Regions from separate parts of the Mus musculus genome. Here all the other regions are linked to region 3. Evidence: chromatin contacts called from public Hi-C and promoter capture Hi-C data. All regions are on one chromosome and are shown on one strand. The core of a region is the stretch at or near the end of the contact, and the rest is flanking DNA. Distances in the headings are between cores, read along the strand shown.

Evidence for each region. Hi-C and Micro-C count contacts between places; a contact is called where the count stands out from the background. Capture Hi-C pulls out chosen DNA fragments and counts their contacts.
Region 1: a contact with region 3 is called in a promoter capture Hi-C map of pancreatic islet. The contact joins the promoter of Lrriq4 here to the promoter of Gpr160 in region 3. A contact is called at or near these places in 5 of 39 promoter capture datasets (cranial neural crest, embryonic stem cells, hematopoietic stem and progenitor cells and 2 more), 3 of 484 Hi-C or Micro-C datasets (LSK cells, embryonic stem cells and rod photoreceptor), 2 of 115 datasets of contacts at active chromatin or transcription factors (embryonic stem cells and microglia) and 2 of 9 other capture datasets (adipose tissue and pancreatic islet).
Region 2: a Hi-C map of embryonic stem cells shows a contact between it and region 3, with 2.6 times the contacts expected there. The contact joins the enhancer-like site here to the promoter of Gpr160 in region 3. A contact is called at or near these places in 3 of 39 promoter capture datasets (fetal liver and liver), 3 of 484 Hi-C or Micro-C datasets (embryonic stem cells and liver) and 2 of 115 datasets of contacts at active chromatin or transcription factors (embryonic stem cells and kidney).

The regions. Positions count from the first base shown.
Region 1 is chr3:30,646,222-30,649,902 of GRCm38.p6, forward strand. Lrriq4 (leucine-rich repeats and IQ motif containing 4) reads left to right here and starts at 1,748. Exons shown (of 6, transcript NM_001290510.2): 1 at 1,748-2,039. The coding sequence starts at 2,005. It overlaps Lrrc34 (leucine rich repeat containing 34), which reads right to left and starts at 1,597. Exons shown (of 11, transcript NM_027941.1): 1 at 1,449-1,597.
Region 2 is chr3:30,723,268-30,726,751 of GRCm38.p6, forward strand. No RefSeq gene overlaps it. Among named protein-coding and RNA genes, the nearest start is that of Samd7, 21 kb to the right of the region's middle. Within about 2 kb of position 1,369, at least 15 of the 459 cell types and tissues checked have an H3K27ac peak or open chromatin away from gene starts, as enhancers often do. A contact at or near this core is called in embryonic stem cells, where this site is marked.
Region 3 is chr3:30,854,119-30,857,946 of GRCm38.p6, forward strand. It overlaps Gpr160 (G protein-coupled receptor 160), which reads left to right and starts at 1,832. Exons shown (of 4, transcript NM_001134385.2): 1 at 1,832-2,127. Gm42199 (a long non-coding RNA gene) reads right to left here and starts at 1,691. Exons shown (of 3, transcript XR_880730.3): 1 at 1,501-1,691; 2 at 16-360.

The DNA.
Region 1 (3,681 bases), core at 498-2,997, 210 kb before region 3:
CCTTTCCTTTCTTTTCTTCTTCTAAACACAGGGTCTCGCTGTGTTCTTCAGAATGGCCTTGAACTCACAGTCATCCTTCCCCGGCTACACAGGTATCGGGGATCACAGGTGTGTGCTAGCACACCTGGCTCCAATATTACTTTAAAGACATTTCTTGTGAACTCTGGGTCCTCCATAATGGAAGCCATGTTCTTACTCTTGTAAAACACTCATGCTACTGGCTTGATTATTCTACTTTCTGTGTACATGTATTTCAGAATACACTCTGCCACCTCACACTTTAAGTAGCCTGGCTTCTTAGATGCCAGCTGCTTCTCTAAATTTCTATATTTTAAAAGCATCCACTGCTGAGTGGCCATCTACACTCTAAGAGTTTACCACTCAAAGCTGCAGACCAAGACCTAAGATCTGCTATATTTAAGCTGAAAGGAAATGAACTTTTCTTATAATTTTTAAAATAGTTATTTTAAGTTTATTTGTGTTTGTATGTGTGTGAGAGAGATACACCAGGACTTAGGATATTTATAATATTTAGGTTCTGCTGAGCTTCGGAAGGGGGGATGGGACCTGAATGCCCCATTCTGAGATGTCTGTGGCACTTAGGGAAGGAACATCAACTAAGTGCAGTATTAGCATCCTGGAAACAGATGCTCCTGTGGTTTCTAAACAAAAGCCAGAGCTGGGCGCCTTTCTACTGGCGCCCTTCCTGCCTCAGGCTACTAACTTCTTGGGGGTGGAACACCAGCACTAATGGTGTCTGCCCTTCTAGGGGTCAAAAGCAAAGGCAGGACTTGAGTCTCTCCACGCTGTTTTCTTCAGAGGCCCCGTGACTGAGAAGGCAGCAGTCACACCCATGGGTGGAGGACAAAAGCATACAGTCTTTCCGCAGCCCCGTCCTCCTCTTCCATCAGGCTCCAGGTCAAACTAGCAGTGTCGGTGTTCCCTCCTTTATCATCTTATTTCCCTTATTAATGTCTCTCTGGGCAGTCTCTCCGGCCCCCACAACACACACTTTAAAACAATAGTCTAAAAGTAGTGGCAGGAACTCTGGTTTCTCACAACTGCCCAACAACTCCTGAATATATCCCCAGTCTTATGTTTAATTCGTTAAATTCATGGATGCACTCAAAGTGCACATGGAATTATATATATGAATGGAAATGTCACAATGAAATCCCTTCTTCTATATGATATTTAAAAAAAAATAAGATAAAGTGATTAAAAGAAACTGTGGGTAGTCTAGAAGTGGGAACTCAGAAAAACTCTGAGGAGCTTCTTGCTTATCTGAGGTATTTTCCCGTAACTTCCACAAATTCAGGGGCGCAGAGCCTCCCCTCCCCGCGGCATACCTCCCCCAGACCCTCCTCAAAAAGCAGGAGGGAGGCCAGAGCAAAGCCACTCTCCTCACGAAGACAGGGGACCAGCGTTGGTCAAGGGCGCCTCCATACCTGGGGCTTCTGCAGGCGGGATCCGCTGCCCTTTCCTTCGCCTAGAGCCCGGTGCCCCTTACCCAGCTCGCTTTGCGGACCTCGACCTCTAAAGAGGAAGGCCGCCGTGGCTGAGCTTTTTCAACAGTCTGCCCCTGCTCAGTCCTCACAGGGCTCGGCCCACTACGAGTCCAGTAACCAGAGTCGCTCCCATGGCAACCACAGAAGCTTCCTTTTGGAGAAAGAGGGAAGAGGCGGGGCCACCGTTAAGAGGGCGGGGTACTCTATAACCTCGAGGCCTGAAGTGGGAGGCAGTGATCATCACTTTAAGCCTATCCGCTCTAGGTTACACATTCTGATGGTGGAGCTTCGAGGGTTTAGGAGCCTCATCTGCTGGGCTAGGGACTAGGACTACAAACCCTGGTGACCCAGCCTGTCTCACCTTTTCCGAAGGGCTAAGCTCGGAATCTAATGGTAGAACCTCCAAGTGTGTAGTAGTTTAAAGGATTTTTTTTTTGAAGGGGTAGAGCCCCCTGGAAGAGTTTCCTTGAGAAGGCGACTTCCAGACTAATCTGAGATGGCCTATCCCAGTGCCAAGCTGCAGATGCACAGGTACAGTCAGTACTCAAGAGTATGGAGGCAGGCAAGGTCGTATCCATGTGGAGTCTTCGCATCTTCTTTGTAGTAAGGCTGTGAAGGAATGGGGCAGGATGTTCGGGACCCTTGGATGCTCGGTTGTAGACCCACCGATGATGAATCTAGTCTGGAAGTGGGGTCTGAAATAGTCACAGAAATCTAGGAGAGGTGATAAGTTAAAAGTGAATAACTAAATATGTAAGTCCTTGCCACATAGGCAATTTCCATCCCTCTGCCTCTACTACCAGGAAAGCCCGGGCAAGGCCGAAGTTCTGGGTGGGTACAGGAATTGAGTTTCAAGGTCCTTTCTCCACAGGTAGCATGCTAAAGTGCAGAAATATGTGCATTTACCCCTTGAGTTTCCAGGAAAGTCCCTAAGTTAGCCTCTGCCCCTTTCTGTCTCAGATTCTTTTGAATTAAGAAGGTAGAAGAAAGGAAAGGTTGGAGATGCTGTACCAGTGGGGTGGGAGGGGGAAAGGGGAGGGGGAAGGGGCAGGGGAGGGGTGGAGTGGGGTGTGCTCTGCCTCTGGAGCAAGCAGTACAGCAACTGACTGAGACCAGGATTCTTCTTAGTCCTACCTGCACCATCCCCAAAGGGCTCTTATCGATCAAATATCTAATGGAACCCTGGCTGGTGGGAAAACTCACCCTGCACTTGCGAGTACTCCAGACTAGAGGAGTTGCCCCTCTTGACAACCACGGAACTATTAAAAATTGTTCTCTTTGGTTGGGTTCTCCTGTCCCAGGCATGGTTGGTTTGTTCAGTTAGCTTTTTGTTTGCCTATGGAAGGCTGGCTTCTCTGCCTACCCAGCCTCACCAGACATGACCTTCCACCGGTCTTTTATATACATAGAGAAAAGTGGTTGCTGATCATTAATTTTCATCTCTGATAACTTTATATATAATATATATTATGTATGATATAATTTTTCTCAATGTCTTCTGGGGGTGATGGCAAGAGCTATGACCTTTTGGAACCTTCTAGAACTCATCTGAAACTAAATCAAAATAAGCATCTTAAAAAGTTATTTGTTTTTGTTTTTCTATTGTTTATAAGACGGGGGTCTCACTGTGTATCTCAGGCTGTCCTGGAACTCACTGTGTAGACCAGGTTGGTCTCGAACTCACAAAGACCTACTTGTCTTTGCCTCTCCAGTGTTGGGAACAAGGTGTACAACACTATGTATGCTCATCTGTGAAAAAACAATTATGCAATTTTGGGGGTGAGCTGGCTGGGAGTCCAGGAGCTCCCGAGGACAGGTGAAGGCATGGGATCCTCCTGGAGCCAGAGTTACAGGCAGTTGTGAGCCTCCAGATTTGGGTGTTGGGGTCCCCAACTGGGTTCCTATGCAAGAGCAATAAGTGCTTTTAAAGTATTTTTAAAGGCATTTTTAAGCCTCTAATCAAGCAAGTTTTTGAAGCTGAAATGAGGCCATCTGTGTGTTAACACATGTGCACAAACTTCCTAGAAAGAGTTGCTTACCCTTTAACTCTCAGCCTGACATGATTTTTTTTAGAAAAAAAAAAATCTAAATTTTATGTTGCAGAATAATTTCAGTCATTTAACCTTTGCGCTCCCCTCCCCCCACCTCCCAATCCCCCCTTTCACGGTATTTC
Region 2 (3,484 bases), core at 119-2,618, 130 kb before region 3:
GCCAGCCACAGGGGGCCTTAGAGCAGCAATTCATATCAGGCCTGCTCACTAAGTTGCCGGATGTTTATAGAGGCTGGTAGGGGGCCAGGATGCTTTAGGGATCTCAGCTGTCTCTTGGCAGGAGAGACAGCTGAGAGCTCCAGGCTCCAGAGGAGGCTGGCAGTCTGGTCCCTTTTATGACAACTGGCCTCTCACCAGGCAAAGGTGGGTGGAGCTGCCCCCCATGGCCGAGATTTTTCTTTCTGCACTACTGCGGAGGGAGAGCGAAGGCCCCAGTGTCCTCAGAAGAAACGGCTATTTTTAAAACATGATTTAATCTTGACCTCATAACTTAAAATCTTTCGGGATAGTTCAGAATGTGCATAACATAGTAAGTCACAGGGTAGACTGTGATTTATGAATATATAAATGTATTCATGTAGATATAATGAAGAGATTCATTCTTCAAATGTGTGTGTGTGTGTGTGTGTGTGTGTGTGTGTGTGTATGTGTGTGTGTGAAATGTGCATGCATAGTTCACAGTGTTGGGAATTGAACTTAGGGCCTCAAACATGCTAGGCAAGAACTCTCTGCAACTCATCTGTATTCTCAGTCCAAAAAGAAAAATGTTTTCTTTTAGGAATTTTTTTAATTAAACATTTGTATCCTACTGGTCTATGAGCTGACCATCTAGTGTCCTTCTCCACAAAAGAACTTTAAAGAGCTTCTTTGGGAAAAACCCAATTTGAAACAGCTTCAAATGGCCAAAGACTAATTAAACGCTATCAGATAAAAATACATGAATGTATAATGAAATTTTGACAATAAATCAATTTGTCATCAGTGAACCAACTCTTTAATATGAAAATGAGACTTTTCTGTGTGCTGTGCTGAGATTGGCTGAGTATCTGGTACTGGGAATACAATCATCAAATATATGTGCTGATGGTACTGGAAGACAGGGGTGGGGAAGGAGAGGGGGTGGTCTGAGAAGTAACTGGGTCTGATGAGCTGTGGCCTCAGCAGGATGTCCCTCGCTCTGGCTTTGTGATGGGTGGATGACACACCCAGCTCCTTTAAATCACACCGCCTCTAGAAGAATGGGTGATATAGAAGCCTAAGGCAGTAAAGTTGATGCTATGAAGGGTCTACTTAAGAGAGTTACGCAAAGGAGAATGCGGCTAAAGGAGTCCTGCCTCCAACAGGACTGGAGACCGCGTTGCATTGCCCAGGCGCTTTAGAAATCTGTATAAAAAAGACAATTCTGTAATATCATTGAAGTTTAGGGTTAACGAGAAAGTTCCTCTAATGTTTGTTCTCCTAGACTGACCTATGATGAGGCTCCATTCCCTTAACAAAAAGAGACAGCCCTGACTTACAGCCAGCCATCAGGGCCATCTCCATATCAAAGAGCATGACTCTAAGCAGTAGCCCAAGAAAGGCTCCTCAGGGTCACAGTCACCTTTAACTCCCCAATGGCCATTAAGTCAGAAGGAGCCAGTGAAAACTACTCGGAAAACGCCTCTGGTGTTTCAGAGATAATTCTGTCAATACCCTTTCTGTGTCCATCTCCCATCAGCCCAAGTGGCCAGACTTGCAGTCTCCTGTCTCTGTCCAACTGTTTAAAGTGTGGCCTGGGACTGAGACCAGAAAGAGGGTTAAGGGTTAAGAGCATATATGGATTGCACAAGCTTACAGTGTATCTACGTTCATGAGATTGTCTTTTTAATTTTTAAAGAATTATTTATTTTAGGTACATGAGTACACTGTAGCTGTCGTCAGACACACCAGAAGAGGGCATCAGATCCCTTTACAAATGGCTATGAGCCACCATGTGGTTGCTGGAAATTGAACTCAGGACCTCTTAACCCTTAAGCCATCTACTCAAGGCCAGCTCCTCTGGCGTTAGCCAGAGCCAGACATATGCTATTTACAGAGGTTAGCAGCAGAAGGGGATGCGGACAGCTATGAATACCAGAGCGGTTTCTCTTTCCCCACAGACATGGGTACTGAAGCCTGAAATATCGGTCTCTCAAATGAAGTAAGATCCAAACTAATCAGATCAAGCACGGAAATCTATTAGCTAGGTCTGGGGAAAATGTAAGGGCCTGAGGCATGTGTTCAGAACATCACGGGGCTACCACAAGTAAAATCGGACTTCAGAAGACTCGTTGGAAAGATGACCTGCTTTAACTGCATTTCAAGGAAAAAGAGGAAGAAAGAGAAAAGGAAAAAAACAAAACACAAGGGTTTAAAAGAAACTCAAGAAACATACACCAACGGTAAATCACAGACATTTTTGTGGGATCCTCATCCAAACAAACCAGTTTTATTAAAAACAATACGAGGAGCTGGAGAGACGGCTCAGTGGTTAGGAGCGATAGGCTGCTCTTGCAAGGGACTTAAGTTTAGCTCCCAGCATCCACACTGGGGTCACGAGCACCTGTTAACTCCAACTCTGAGGATACAGCGCCCTCCTCTGGCAGCGCCTGACACCCTCTCCCCTGCAAATGGCTGTGTATATTCACAAAGCCATACACACACATAAATACAAATAAGTCTTTAAAAGTAAAACAAAGTGTCTCTAGCTGCATATGTATCAGAAGATGGCTTAGTTGTCCATCATTGGGAAGAGAGGCCCCTTGGTCTTGCAAACTTTATATGCCCCAGTACAGGGGAATGCCAGGGCCAAGAAGTGGGAGTGGGTGGATAGGGGAGTGGGGAGTGGGGTATGGGGGACTTTTGGGATAGCTTTGAAATGTAAATGAAGAAAATACCTAATAAAAAATAAGTTTAAAAAAGTAAAACAAAATAAAATCTGAGAAGCAGGGTGATTTGAAGCTGACGAGGTGTTGAGAGGACTTTAGATTGGCATGGTTTTATGATAGTGTGGGGCTTTTTGTATATGAATATCACACTTATAAGACACTCATTCTAAAATATCTGCATGAAATGCTATTTTGACTGGCATTTGCTTCTATATAATCCATGGTGTCAGGAGACAAAGGCAGATTTATAAAAGAGACAAGAGTGTACCTGGGTTTGTGATTGGTGTAGCAACATAATTTTTTTACATTCCACTTCATGGCTGTAATTTGTTTCCTTTAGTATGTGTTTGAAATTATCCATAAGAAAAGTAGAGTTTTCAGCAAGAAACAAACAAACAAACAAACAAACAATGAATAAATGGACTAATGCAACTAACAGACAGTTCTCATAGGATGAAATACAAATAGCCAAAAACATTCAACCCCACTAGCTGTCAGAGAAATGCAAATAAGATCTACACTGAGATTCCACCTCACCTCAATCAGAATAGCAGCCACCAAGAAAACGGCAGCCAGTGCTGTCAGGGAGGTTGACAAAAAGGGACCCTTATGTGCTACAGATGGGAATGTGAACTTGCCTGGCAACTGCAGAAATCAGCACGGAGTTTTCTCAAAAACCTGGAGTCAGACCTACCATATGACACAACAATGCCACAGCTGGCCATGCACCTAACACA
Region 3 (3,828 bases), core at 582-3,081:
GCTCTGGATTCCTACCTCAGTTCATGTCTTTATTCCCGTGACAAAGAACCTCACAAAAGCAACTTCAGGCAGGAAGGGCTTCTTCAGGCTACAGTGGCTGCCAAGGCAGGTGACGGGAGAGGGGCCAGCTGCTGTCAGGTAACAGAGAGACAGAAGCTCAGCTCCATTTCTCCCTTTCATTTGATCCAAGACCCTGGTCTGCAAGGACGGTGCTGCCGACATTCAAGATGGGTTTCTCACCTACATGAACTTCTCAGGAAATGGCCTCCCAGATACATCCAGAAGTGTGTTTCCATGGTGACTCCAAACCAATCAAGTTGGAGGGCAGGTTAGCCATCATAGCACTTTTCTGAATGAATTCTGTCAAAAGGGAGACAGAAGAGGCCTTGGGCTCACCTTCAGTTCCATTATTACAGAAGAGGAGAAACTGAGACGCAATGGGTCTGCCAAAATCTCGCCAACAGCTCTCCAGACAGGAGCCTCCTGGAATCTGGTATGTAGTCGTCCCAACACCTCTAGATGGGAAAGGTCTCGGGACAGCTATTAATAATACATTTGGGGATGGAAGAAGAGAGTGGGCTCAGCCTCCTGGACCATTGAGAAAGGCACTGGGAGAGTGTAGGCTGGCTCCTAGGAGCTACCGCTCCAGCCCTCTTCTAGCAAGGCACCACTCCACCGAAGGATGGCACTGCCTGCTCTGTCAAGCCTAGCAGGCAAGGTTGTTGTACAGTTAGTTAGTTTAGAGAGATGTATGGCTGGCTCTGTTTGATGTTCACACTCCAGAGATGGTGGCTGCTGTTTTTTTTAGACCCATGAACTAACTGCATACCTACTATTGTTCCTTCCCTCCTTCTCCACAAAAGGGATTCCCCCAGCCATTTCTGGCAATCTTCCATCTCTGCCCCTGGGGAGCTCTGGGCTGAAGCACCTCACAACCTCACTGGATTTCATCATTTCTCCTTTCTTCCAGGATGTTTCCTCTGAGCTGGGAGATGGGCACACCCCAGTTCCCCTTACAGCCCATATTTAACAGCCAGGGTACCTTTACTGCCCTGTCAGGCCATTTCTGAGTTCCTGGCAAGGTCAGTTCAGCCCCAGCGGGAGGTGGAAAGGCCTAGACTACAATTCCACTCATGGATCCCCTTAGAGAGCAGTGGGAAACAAGCAAGCTTGCCATGTGCTAAATGTTTAAATAACTAACAGGCCATAGGCTCTCAACAAATATTTGCTGAGTTAATACAGGCCGGCAAAGAAAGAAATGCAATATATGTTATCGCAGACTTTAATTTTGAAAAATCAGAATTTATAGTGCACTAAGGTAACTGCTTAGTGGCTCAAGTCTTGTGGTCTTGGGAGCATATTCGTCTGCAGACTGAAAGGTAAACTTGAGAAACTAGCTACAGAGCAAGAGGTGGTGGGTGACACAACGGCAGTTAGGAGCATTTCAAACTGGGATTAGATCCTCAAAGCCTGACACACTAGGAAAGAGTTTCCCCTCACCCTGCAACTCCTGCAATCTTCTGCCTACTCAGTCGGTCAACTCGGTCGCCTCTTGTCGCCCAACCCGCAGGGGGCGTCCTACGCACTGTCAACTCGGAAGTGCCCGCATGCAAGCTGTTTTTTCCAGTATGAGCTAGATGGAAGACCACAGTGTGGAGTCACGCACCTTACCCTGAGCAGTCTGGGCCTGACTACTGAAAGAAAAGAAGAGCATCCGGATTACTCCCGCAGTAACCAAAGACAGGAGGCGGGGCGGGGCGAGCGGAGGTGAGCCTCGCGTGGCCCCGCCCCTCGAGGGGACTCACCTGGGGCGGGCGGGGCGTGGGTGGGCGGGGCGAGCGGAGGTGAGCGACGCGCGGACCTGCCGCTCAGGCAGTTACGGAGGTTGGTGGCTTTTGGCTACTCACGCTACGCCAGGGACTGAGGAGTGCCAGCTGAGGTGAGCGCACGACTCGTGGAGGCCACTGGCCGGTCGCGTCGCGACGAGGCTTCCCTTCCTAGGACTCGGGGTGACGCTGCGGTGCGGAGCGGGAAGCCACCGCCGACGTCTGTGGCGGACGAGGGCAGTGTCCCACGGGCGCCCGGTTCCCCCGGGGCGGCTCCCAGCCTTCTGCAGCAGGCAGAGAGGTGAGGTGGGTGTGTGGCGTTCCTCGCGGACTTCCCGGCACTTGCGGGCACTTGCAGGGCGGTTGAACCCTGCCCGGGCGCACCGGGTCACTGCTGCTCTGCAAGGGCGGTTGGTACTGGAGCGGGGCGGCTGGCTCGGGGACCCGCCCTGGGGAGCGAGGCTTAAGCAACTTCTCTCCTTCTGCGGTGGTGGCCAAACGGTGGCAACCCTCCACCATGTCCCTGTTCCCCTTCGTCTCCAACTTGTGCAAATGATCTGATTAGGGCGTTGTTCCTTAGATCCCAGAGGTAGATCATGCCCACAGTGACAGAGGACACGCGAAAAGTGGTGCTTTATATTTATGAATGTATGCTAGCACATATTGGCATGACCTATACCTAGCATTTCCTTGTGAGTCAAGTTTTTAAGTTAACAGGTTACCTCCTATGAGAATGCCAAGTAAAATGAGAGCCCTAACAGCAAAACTTGTGGAACTTGACTGTGCCCTGGTTTTGGAATGTTCTGGATTTTGAGGAAATATTTTTAGTTTTTGAAAGGGTATCATAATTACATTTTACCATTTTAAAACATTTCTCTCTGTGTGTCTGTCTGTGTTCTGTCTTCCTGTGTGCACACACGTAAAAGAGGACAGCTTTCAGGAATAGTCTCCTCGTGTGTCAGTAGTTGCATCTCAGGTATTCTGACTTCTGGCAAGAGTCCTTAGCCCCTGTGCCATTTTGGCTGGCTCCATAATTAGATTACTTAAAAAACTGATCTTTTAGAATAACTGACTGAAGTTAAAATGTAAACTGAGGATTTGTTTCATTTTGGGGGTCTGGAGCACACTGGGCTATGAGAGATTGACAGTCAAAGAGGGATTTTAGGAATGCAAGTCCTTTCTCTGTCTAGTTTTGCAATTGTTTGATATTTCCCTTTAAAAGTTGCAACACTACCTTTTTTTTCCCCCAGAAGGTTAGTCACCACAGGTGATTCTAGTTTCAGATTCTATATCATATATAATTATGTTTCATAAATTGGATGTGAATACTGCCTCATCAGACTGATCAGAAAGGTCACAGTTTCTGCCCCGCCTCCCTCTAACACACACAAGAAGGCACACGGCACACGTGTATGTTAAATAGATTGAGTGGATGCTGGCTCAGCTTTTTTCACACACACACACACACACACACACACACACACACACACAGAGAGAGAGAGAGAGAGAGAGAGAGAGAGAGAGAGAGAGAGAGAGAGAGAGAGAGAGAGAGAACAAACAAACAGGGTTAGGTTGCCTCCAGTCAGGCAGTTTTGTATCAAATGTGTTAGCACTTTTTCCAATGGCTCAAATCCCTTCTAAGTTATACTCAGCAGAAAAACAGGCCCAGGCTTCCGGTGTGGCTCAGCAGTAGAGCATTTGCCTGACATGCTCCAGGGCCTGGGTTGGGTCTCCAGGACCCCTCAGCTCCCCAAAAGAGACCAGAGTGAACATTCATATGGTCTGCTTGTATTGTCATATGTGCCTCTGTAATATTCTGTATGTCAAAAGTTTATTCAATGATGACGACAGCCTAAAATGAACGGGGATGTACTTAATCCTTGAAAAAAGATCTGTATTGTTTTCTATATTTACTCCACTTTGCTTCCAGGATCATGAAACAAATACCCAGCAAAGAGCTGACTCCTGCAGTGTCTCATGGTCCACACCATGCTTTTCTTTT